3 separate regions of the Mus musculus genome follow, and all the other regions are linked to region 1. Evidence: chromatin contacts called from public HiChIP or PLAC-seq data. All regions are on one chromosome and are shown on one strand. The core of a region is the stretch at or near the end of the contact, and the rest is flanking DNA. Distances in the headings are between cores, read along the strand shown.

Region 1 (3,131 bases), core at 212-2,711:
GTTTTGGCTTGGGATCAGGGCAGAACTTCCAAGTGTTTTTTGAAGTGGTCCTAAGCACATTTCTGACCTTTTGTGCCAGGCATTTATCCAAAATGGTCTTCCAAGTACTGGTGATTATAGGAACCAAAATATTGATGGATTCTGAAAAGCCCCGAAGATGGTCTCATATTCAGCATCTCCTATTCAGCCGAGATTTAATTATTTATGTAAGATAAACAGGTCATCTCATTAATATGCAACCTCAATAATATGACGTCTCATTAATATGCAAATTTGCTTCATATCTTTCATAGATGGTAAAATTGTATGCACAGCAATGAATTGCTTTTTAAAATAAAGCTCCTCATGGTTCATTATCAATAAACATGTGACCTGTGTATTTGTCTTATATACCTTATATACTCTAGCTGGCATAAAAATTTCTCAGGCACAGTGTGATCACAAGTGGAAAAAAATTAAAAGCCACACTCTAACATGTATAAGTGGGTAGGATCAGCCGGCCAGTGTACAGTAACAAAGTGGCATCCTATGATTGGTACTAGGAATATAGTTTGGGATTTTTTGTATTTATTAAAAATAAGGTCTGGTGTAACCCAGGCTGCCCCTGGACAAACTATGTAGTGGAGGATGACCCTGCTGCATCCATTATCCCTCTGGACTCTCCGTAATTAGCCTGTGCCCAATGTTTCCCTGAAGTAACTAGACACTAGCTTAGGATGCTCTGGGTTGACCTCACACAGACCTGATGCCGAAACTTTTACCTTTCCCTTATACCACATCTTTCTCATCCTTGAGTGTAGTCGCTGTGTCCTACAGATTTCCATGCCAACCTTGCCCAATTTTGCTTACATTGAAAATTATGAATGGACACAAATTTGCGGTTGGGCGTCTGTCTGTCTGCTTCTGGGTTTTTAATATTCGGGGTATTTAATATTTTGAGACAAGGCATCTCTTTCCAGGGTTGGGCTCCTGCCTTAGCCTCCTGAGTTCTCGGATCACCGGTGAGCACCAGTATACCAGGCTAAAATAAACTTTTTTTTTCCAGCCTTTTCCAGTTTGCTCGTATTTGCCAATACATAAAACAATGGCATAGTATTGCAAGGACCAGAGCAGTGTCTCTCCACCTTCCTAATGCTGCGACCCTTTAATATAGTTCCTCATGTGGTGGTGACCCCCCCCCCAACTACAAATTGTTTGGTGGCTACTTCATAACTGTAATGTTGCTACGGTTATGAATTGTAATGTATAATGGTAACATCTGTGTTTCCTGATGGTCTTAGGTGACCCCTGTGAAAAGTTCGTTCGACACCCCCCACCCCCAAGGAGTCGTAGTCCATAGGTTGAGAACTATTGGATTAGGGCACTCCATGAAAGTCAGGAATCAGCGTGATGCGCTCACCCTCTGGGTCCAGGGGCGGAGACTGAGGCGTCTCCATAGCGACGCTTCACAAAGGCACGCGCAGAGGGTGGGGCGCAGAGCGGAGTACTACTGCCTTGTCAGGGCGGGAAGGCGACCTTTTGGGACAAGATGGCCCGGTATAGGAACAAGGTTTCGTGCCCTGCTCAATGTGACCCCAAGCTCCAGTCAAGTAAGACTGCCCACGCTGCGGGTCTGCGGGGCGTGGTGTGCTGTGTGTGCGGTGGAGTTGTTTTAAATAAGGCAGTTTTTTTTTCCCCAAGGGCATCAATCGTGAGAGGTTTGCCTCGCTTTTAGAGATGGCAGGGAGGCGCAAGTGAGTCAGGGAGAAAGATCAGCTGTCCAAAATCACACTCCTGTCCAGCCCTTTATACTCCCCTCTCTAAAACTCTGGGGTGTCCCTTTAAATACTTAAGGAAACCCCTGAGGAGACATGATAAAGCCACAGCTAGTGTCCTTCCAAGGACAACAGAGCCGAAGACAAATGAACAGAACTGGGGACGTAATGGAGGGAGAGAAGGAGTCTGGCTGGTTCTTTAAGTCGCAAACAGCAAATTCAGTGGGGCGGGAGGGAGGGGAGGGGCGGGATCAGCCGGCCAGGGCTGCTCTGTCTGCAGACTGGGCTGGGAGCTGAGCCCTTTTCAAAGGCGCTCTGCCAGGTGACAGATGGAGAGCCTTGCTCTGTGGTTCTGCTTGCGGCGGCGGCAGCGGGTTTACCAGCTCAGCGTTTTGCGTTGGTGAAGAGACATCACCTCCCCTGGCTGTTAGTTGCGACTCGAGTAGCATTATTACTGAGTGCACAGTCAGCGTATCCATCCCTTCGGAGCAATAATGGCCGGCTGCAGCCGTCTAGCCGAGCTGGCTAAGGGGCTGTGAGGATTCTTTAGAATGATGCTCCTAAGAGAACAATGAAGTGGGTGTTTACATTCCAATCTAGTTCTCTGTAAACGAAGAGTGGAAAGCTGGAGTGTGTGTGTGAGGGGGGAGGGCGGGAAGGAGCGTATTCAGTTAAAAAAAATGTTAAATGTTTTCAGATTCTATAGGACGGCGAGGTCAGGAGATGGAGGAGGGAAAAGCTCCCAGGATCCCCAAGGGCACTCCTTAATTTCCATTTCCCTTTTTCTAAACACTCTGTCTGTCAGGTATTTTCCTAGGCCAGTAGTCTCCTTCCTTGTCTGGAACAGATAAGAGTTAGGATTCCTCCTCTTACGGAATTGATCACGTACCCCAGGACTTCCGGTGCTGCACAAACTGCCAGGGACTCTACTGTCTACACTCAGTACCCAATGCCAAATGTTCAGACTGAACTATCCCGCTCTTGATCAGGCAGTTTCCATGCATGGCCCAGAGGCCCCTGTGCCTCAGTGTGGACAAAAATCACCTTCCTGTCCTCCTTGGAACCTTCCAGAAGTTGAGAGTACAATGAAGAGGGCCCAGGCTGTTAGAGAAGGAGCCCTTGATTGGTTACAGATCTCTTTTGTTCAGCCCTCACCTGCTGGGTCATCTGCCCCTTCAGCCTTGGGTCTGTCACAGCCACAATCCCATCTTCCATTGCTGCTAAAGTCACCCTCCCAAGAAGAGTGTGAGATATGTCATCTCTAATCTTTGTCCCCAAAGAAGAGACAGCTGATGCCTGCTGTTGAGTCACTCCTGAGCATAAGTGAGCAATCCTGGGCTATTGTCCTCTTGTCACAGCTGCTATACAAAAGCACAG
Region 2 (2,980 bases), core at 120-2,619, 410 kb before region 1:
TCCCGGAGAAACCAAGCATCTGCCTCTGACTTGCTGCCAGGAGCTGAAGACTTTAGCCCTAGACACTCACTCTATGAGACTCCCTCAGGCCAACTCTCCCATCTCAGCAGAGCCTACCAGGGACTGTGTGGGAACCTGGGCCCCATTTCCATCAGGGGCCTGGGTTTAGTGTCTGCAGCTGCTTCCTCCCCCTCCCCTTCTCCCCTCCTTCATCTCCTCCCCTCTTCCTTCCCCCTCCTCCTCCCCCCTCTTCCTCCATCACCACCACCACTTGTGTAGCTCTAACTGGCTTGGAACTCTCTCTGTATTACAGGCAGTCTTCTAACATGTAATCCTCCTGCCTCCGTCTTTCTGTTTATTTTTGAGACAAGTTCTTACTCTATAATCAGGGTAGCCTGGAACTCATTCTGTAGCTCAGGTTGGTCTTGAACTTGTGACAATCCTCCTGCCTCAGCTTCTCAAGTACTCGGTTGCAAGTGCCACCATGCCTGGCTCTATACTTTTTTGTTTGGTTGGTTTTCCTTTCTGAGACACGGTCTTGCTGTGCAGTTCAAGCTGGCTTCAAACCCACTATGTAGCCCAGGTTTGCCTTGAATTCCTGGTGGTCTTCCTGCCTCAGACTCCTAAGTGCTGGGCTTATAGGTGCACCTTCTACTCTTGGCTTACATTTTGTGTTTTATAAATCAGTCAGACATTCCTATACCCATGTTCTCCATTAGTGGGTCAAAATTAGTTTATGTCACTTCCAAAAAGACATCTATACAGAACGTGTAGAGGCCTTTTCTTTCCACCATTCACAAAATAACACAATATAACAGCTACATTCATAACATCTGCATTGTGGTCACCTAGAGGTGATTTAAAATATCCAGGAGGATGCATGTGTGTGTTCTGGGCAAACATCCATCATTTTATAGACAGAACTAGAACACCTGTGGATTTTTATATCTTTTGGGGAGGGCCTGAAATCAACACCCTAAAGGACTTAAGGGAGACTGGCCCTAGGAGAACAAGACTCTTATAACTGGCAGAAGACACAGGGAAGTGAGGAGAAATGGAGAAAGGCCTGAGGATGTGTCTCGGGGGTAGACTGCAAGGCCTTCGGTTCCTCTGACACAACTGGAGGGTGTGGGGTGGACTAGAGTCTATGATCCAGAAAAAGGACGGAGCCATCTATCAGGGGAAGGCTGAACGCCTGCACGCGGGTTGTGCTGTGCTCCGTGTTGTTAGCGGGCTTCCCCAGGCACTCGTGTTTCCTCTTCCCCCGGTGTCAGCAAAAGAGGTTTCTGCTGCTGCCGCCGACAGACTGGCCCGGGAGGCGGTCTCGCCCTTCTCTTCCCTGCGCTCCGTCAGCACCGCGCACAATGAGAAAATGAAAGCTACCCTTTTGCGCTGGTGCGCTGGTGCACTGGACTCCATCGCTGTGGCTGCTCGCTTACAGGGGGCATGCGGGAGGCCAGGGAGGCCTTGGCTCTAAAGCCGTGGCAGCCGCTGGCTCGCTGCCCGGGCAGCCACCTCCAACTGCAGCTGTCGCTGTTCTTTGCAACACCCCACATCCTGAGCTGGCTCCTGAGGCCTGCTCCTGGGAGAGCGTGAATACAACAGGGGAGAGTCCTGCGCAGAGTCTGTTCCTTCCTGGCCTGGGAAGGAGCTGGGGAAAGAAGTAACTAGACTTGAACCTGCAGGGTCTTGAAGGGATGGCGGCCGGGGGTCCTGCGCAGTTCAATGACCGGTTCTTGTCCAAACCACTGAAACAGTACTCAGACTGCTGGAAAAGTTTGAAAATGAACCAGCTCTCCCATGTCCTCCTCAGAATGGCCCCTTCAAACCGAGGACGCTCCCACCAGCCGCTTGCCTTATTATTTTCACTCTTTAGCATCGTCTAAACTTCTCTTTCTCAATGTGTTCCCCCCTTAATTGTGTGTTGAATTATCTGGTAGGTCGTAGACGCTTTGGATAGAAGACCGTTGGTCTCTTTTGCTCCAGGGCCAAGCCCAGTGTCTGGCCCATCTGTTAAAGGAATGAATGAGTAGGGCTGAGACAAGCTGCCTGCCCACTAATCCATCCGGTCTTTGGATTTTTCAACCTTCTGTTTGGACAAGGTGGGTTCATGTGCCTATTGAAAGGAACTGGTTATACTTGGGAGTGTAGAAATGTATCAGCTCCGAAGGGATGGCTCAGTGGACCCAGTTTCAGTTGCCAGTTCCCGCATGGTAGCTCACCACCTCCCATAACTCCAGTCTCCCATAACCTCTTCTGGTCACTGAGGTACCAGGCACATACATGCTACACATACACGCACATAGGCATGCATACATACATACATGCATGCATGCATACATACATACATACAGGTAAGAAACCCTTAAAATAAATTCATCGTGGAAAGAAAAGAAGAAATGCATCTTTGGGATGCAGCAGTTAGGAGTACTTGTTTTTCTTCCTGAGGACCCAAGTGCAGTTTCCAGAACCCACATCTGACTGCTCACTACTGCCTAGAGCCCCAGCGTCTAAGGATCTGACATCCTCTTCCGCACACACATAACCATAAGTAGAAAGTAAAGGACAGGGCTGGAGAGATGGCTCAGCGGTTAAGAGCATGGACTGCTTTTATAGAGGTCCTGAGTTCAATTCCCAGCAACCACATGTTAGCTTGCAACCATCTGTAATGGGGTCTGGTTGGTGCCCTCTTCTGGTGTGTCTGGTGTGTCAGAAGATAGCTACAGTGTACTTATAGTATATAAATAAAAATTAAGTAAAGAATAATGTGTCCTTTATAGCTTTATTATTATTATTATTATCATCATTATTATTATGACTGCTTTTGAGGCATGATCTTACTGCAGCCCAGCCTGGCCTTGAACTCTCAGGGATCTGCCTGCCCCTGAGTTCCTGGGTTAGGGTTCGAGTTTTAGGTTCTGCACCACACTTAGGCTCCCTCCCTCTGTGGATTATCTTCCCAACCTGCAGTGTGGGATTT
Region 3 (3,195 bases), core at 152-2,651, 460 kb before region 1:
AAGACAAAGTACTAGACAGCAGGATGTAGTGCCATATATATATATATACCTTTAATTCCAGGACTTGGGAGATAAAGGGATCTCCTTGAGTTTGAGGCCAGCCTGGTCCACATAGTGAATTCCAGTACAAGCAGAGCTGCATAGAGAGAACCTGTCTTGGCAAAAAGAAGAGGTGGAGGAGGAGGAGGAGGAGGAGGAGGAGGAGGAGGAGGAGCGGGAGAAGGAGAAGGAAGGAGAAGGAGGAGGAGGAGAAGAGAGAAAGGAAAAAAGGAAGGAAGGAAGGAAGGAAGGAAGGAAGGAAGGAAGGAAGGAAGGAGAAAGGTCGCAGGAGGGATGGGGCAAGATGGCACAGGGAAGGTCAGCAGAATTCCTCATCAGCACCTCACAAGCCCCTGACAAGAACCTGCTTAACAACAGGAAATAGAATCTGGCAGAGCAGGCAGCTCTAACTGTCTCTGTCTTACACGCCCTCCACCCCAAGGGCAGAGCTCAACCCAAATCCCCTCTCCTAGAAGCCAGGCTTCCCGAGGAACAGATGTTAGCAGAGCTCAGGAAATCCTCTTGTCATAAACCCCAGCCTTCCTGCAAGGCCACCCTCTTTGTGTCATCCAGGGGACTTTCAGACTGTAATCTGAGCGAGCCTCTGAATCCTAGCAGCCCCGTTGCCTGCTTTGTTCGTAGGAAATGGGTTTGAGTTAACTCAAAGATAGGAAGTGTCTCACACTTAAAAATAGCCCCTTCCATAATAATAAGCAAATACAAAATTCCACCAGTTAGGACCTGGCCCAGCTACTCTGTTAAGGGCAGTATTGCAGAGAGAGGCCTGGGGAAGCCTTAGTGTCGGCATGCACCTCTCTTGTGCTCTGAGTATATAACAGAGGTATTCTTGCAGAGAGGGTGGCTGCAGACAAGCAATGGCGCCATCAGCTAAAAAAGATCCCGTGGCAAGAAGCTTGTCAGTATGTGACAGTTTCCTGGGCCATGTGTTGTAACTGCCACGTTATGCCTCTATAGTTACAACCCTAGGAACCGTGGGAAACAACAGCTGCAACCCCTGGGGACGCCTCAAGAGGTAATCAATGCCCGGAAAAAAAAAAATACTTGGGCAGGAAAAGTTTTCCTTTATTTAGGTTCCATGGTGCCAAACAGCAGCGGGCTTAGGCAGGAATGTTACAGGCCGGTGCTTAGTGAGACTCTGGGACCTTTTAGCTCTAAAAGGTTATCAACTTACTGGGCTTGTCAAGCATAGACAGTCGGTTACAGGAGTCAACTTTCGGTTGTCATTGAAGTTCCTCTAAGCCTCTTGCTTTGCACCGAGCAAGCAAACAACCTCTAATCCCTCAGCTATGTAGTTCCAAGTACACCACAGAGCACTGAGCCACACACACGCCTTTGCCTCGTGTTCTGTGTGGTTGCAGGTTAACCAGGCCTTCAGTTCTCTGCAGTAATTCCTGCCCTCGTTGCACACCAAGCTCTGGACTGGCAGGTTCTGTTCTGACGTCCCTGTTTGGACATCGCTTATTCGTGAATGCCTGTTAGACCCGCCACACAGACAAGCCATCCGGGCTATTATTTTTAAAAGCGGGAGTGCATGGTTTTGTGTTTGGAGAGACTTCATGACACATTTGGGAATCCAGTATCAAAGTCTTTGCTTTCAGGAAGTGAGCATTGGAAGGTAGGCTGGCAGGGAAGATCACCATGCTGCAGCCCACAGCAGGCTGGCACGAACATCGCACCTGCTACCTGGAGCTTCTTTGAGACATCAGTCTTTGGTGTAAGATGCACAGGCTCGCAAGCCTAAACAAATGTGTGCTCTGCAGCCCAGTAATATAAAAGACACCCAAGTCGTCAGTCCCGATCTCCCCGAGCCCCCCTCTTCTTCCAATCCACTGATTTTCTAAAATGCATGGCTGTAGACTTTTAGTGCACTCGGGGTTCTTTATAATTAATTTCTACCTCAAAATTTAACATATATCTTATATAAATGATATCATTTATCATGTATATTATTCTGAGACTATGTGTAACCCAGGTTGGCTTTGAACTTGCTGCCCTCTTGTGTGCTAGGACTACAGGGATGGGCCTTTCCTTTCTCCTCTCCCTTCCCTTCTCCTCCCCCACCCCCATCTTTGCCTCTGTCTCTGTTTTTGTTTCTCAATTTCGCTCTGTCTCTCTATCACCTTTCCTTTCCTGTTCCCTCCCCTCCCCTCCCCTCTGTCTGTCTGTCTTCTGTCTGTCTGTCTCTCCTCTCCTCTCTCTCTGTGTGTGTGTGTGTGTGTGTGTGTGTGTCTATCTGTCTGTCTGTCTGTCTGTCTGTCTCTGTCCCTCTTTCTCTCACTGCTCCAGGGTCTCACTGTATAGCCCTCAACATCTCCAGCTGCTGGGACTGAAGTCTGTGATACCTTGCGTGGTAGAGATATTCTCCGTCAAATTCAGAAACTAGCTTCCTTTCAAGGTTACTCAAGTCAGAGAAAAGTTCTGCTGGAACGTTCTCATTTTCTATTTGTTTCTATAGATGCAGTAGTCATGGGGGCGACATACAGAGAGGTAAAGGAGCAATGACTGCTCAGAACTCTTTACTTTTATATATTTATTTTGGAGAGGGAGGGTGTTTCTGCTACAGCATGCATGTTGGGGGCTGAGGGGCAAGTTGCATGAATCACTCACTTCTCTCTACCATGTGGATTCCAGAAGTTGAACTCTGTTCAGTAGGCAAATGCTTTGACCCAACAAGCCATCTTACTGACTCCCGGGACGATTTAATTTATAAAATTATTTTAAATTTTGTATATGTGTGTCAGTCCCTGTGTTAGTCTGTGCTTGGAAATGCAGATCCCCTAGAGGTGGTTACCAGCAATTGTAAGCTGACTGACTTCGGTGCTGGGAACTGAACTCAGGTTCTCTACAAGAGCATCAAGTGCTCTAACCACTAAGCCAGCTTCCTAGCCCCAGAACAACTCGACAATACACTTCCCCCCCACCCCCCGTTCTCTTAATCTCGACTTCCCACAAAATACAACGCTAAATATTTCAGAAGCCTGAGGATTGTGCCTGGCATTGTGTCTGAATACTGACCACTTTCCTGGGGACAGGAAACTAGGACCCTTGTCCATCCAGTCTCCAGCAGGCTATCATAATTCAAAAATAAATAAGTGAGCTCAAATGGCCTCCTGTTATTAAATTTTTAATTAAATA

What was found. HiChIP or PLAC-seq counts read pairs in DNA pulled down with a chosen protein or histone mark.
Region 2: an H3K4me3 HiChIP or PLAC-seq map of craniofacial prominence shows a contact between it and region 1, with 3 times the contacts expected there. The contact joins the enhancer-like site here to the promoter of Tex26 in region 1. A contact is called at or near these places in 5 of 39 promoter capture datasets (cranial neural crest, frontonasal cranial neural crest, hippocampal neurons and 2 more), 5 of 115 datasets of contacts at active chromatin or transcription factors (craniofacial prominence, double positive thymocytes, embryonic midbrain and 2 more) and 1 of 9 other capture datasets (embryonic stem cells).
Region 3: a contact with region 1 is called in an H3K27ac HiChIP or PLAC-seq map of T-cell acute lymphoblastic leukemia, with 3 times the contacts expected there. The contact joins the enhancer-like site here to the promoter of Tex26 in region 1. A contact is called at or near these places in 2 of 484 Hi-C or Micro-C datasets (both in cortical neurons), 6 of 115 datasets of contacts at active chromatin or transcription factors (T-cell acute lymphoblastic leukemia, craniofacial prominence, double positive thymocytes and 3 more) and 1 of 9 other capture datasets (adipose tissue).

What each region holds. Positions count from the first base shown.
Region 1 is chr5:149,438,199-149,441,329 of GRCm38.p6, forward strand. Tex26 (testis expressed 26) reads left to right here and starts at 1,462. Exons shown (of 7, transcript NM_029464.2): 1 at 1,462-1,589. The coding sequence starts at 1,529.
Region 2 is chr5:149,030,107-149,033,086 of GRCm38.p6, forward strand. No RefSeq gene overlaps it. Among named protein-coding and RNA genes, the nearest start is that of Gm15411, 16 kb to the left of the region's middle. Within about 2 kb of position 1,370, at least 348 of the 459 cell types and tissues checked have an H3K27ac peak or open chromatin away from gene starts, as enhancers often do. A contact at or near this core is called in craniofacial prominence, double positive thymocytes, forebrain and 2 more, where this site is marked.
Region 3 is chr5:148,977,275-148,980,469 of GRCm38.p6, forward strand. All of the region lies in intron 4 of Gm15411 (a long non-coding RNA gene), which reads right to left. Among named protein-coding and RNA genes, the nearest start is that of 5930430L01Rik, 16 kb to the right of the region's middle. Within about 2 kb of position 1,402, at least 138 of the 459 cell types and tissues checked have an H3K27ac peak or open chromatin away from gene starts, as enhancers often do. A contact at or near this core is called in T-cell acute lymphoblastic leukemia, adipose tissue, craniofacial prominence and 1 more, where this site is marked.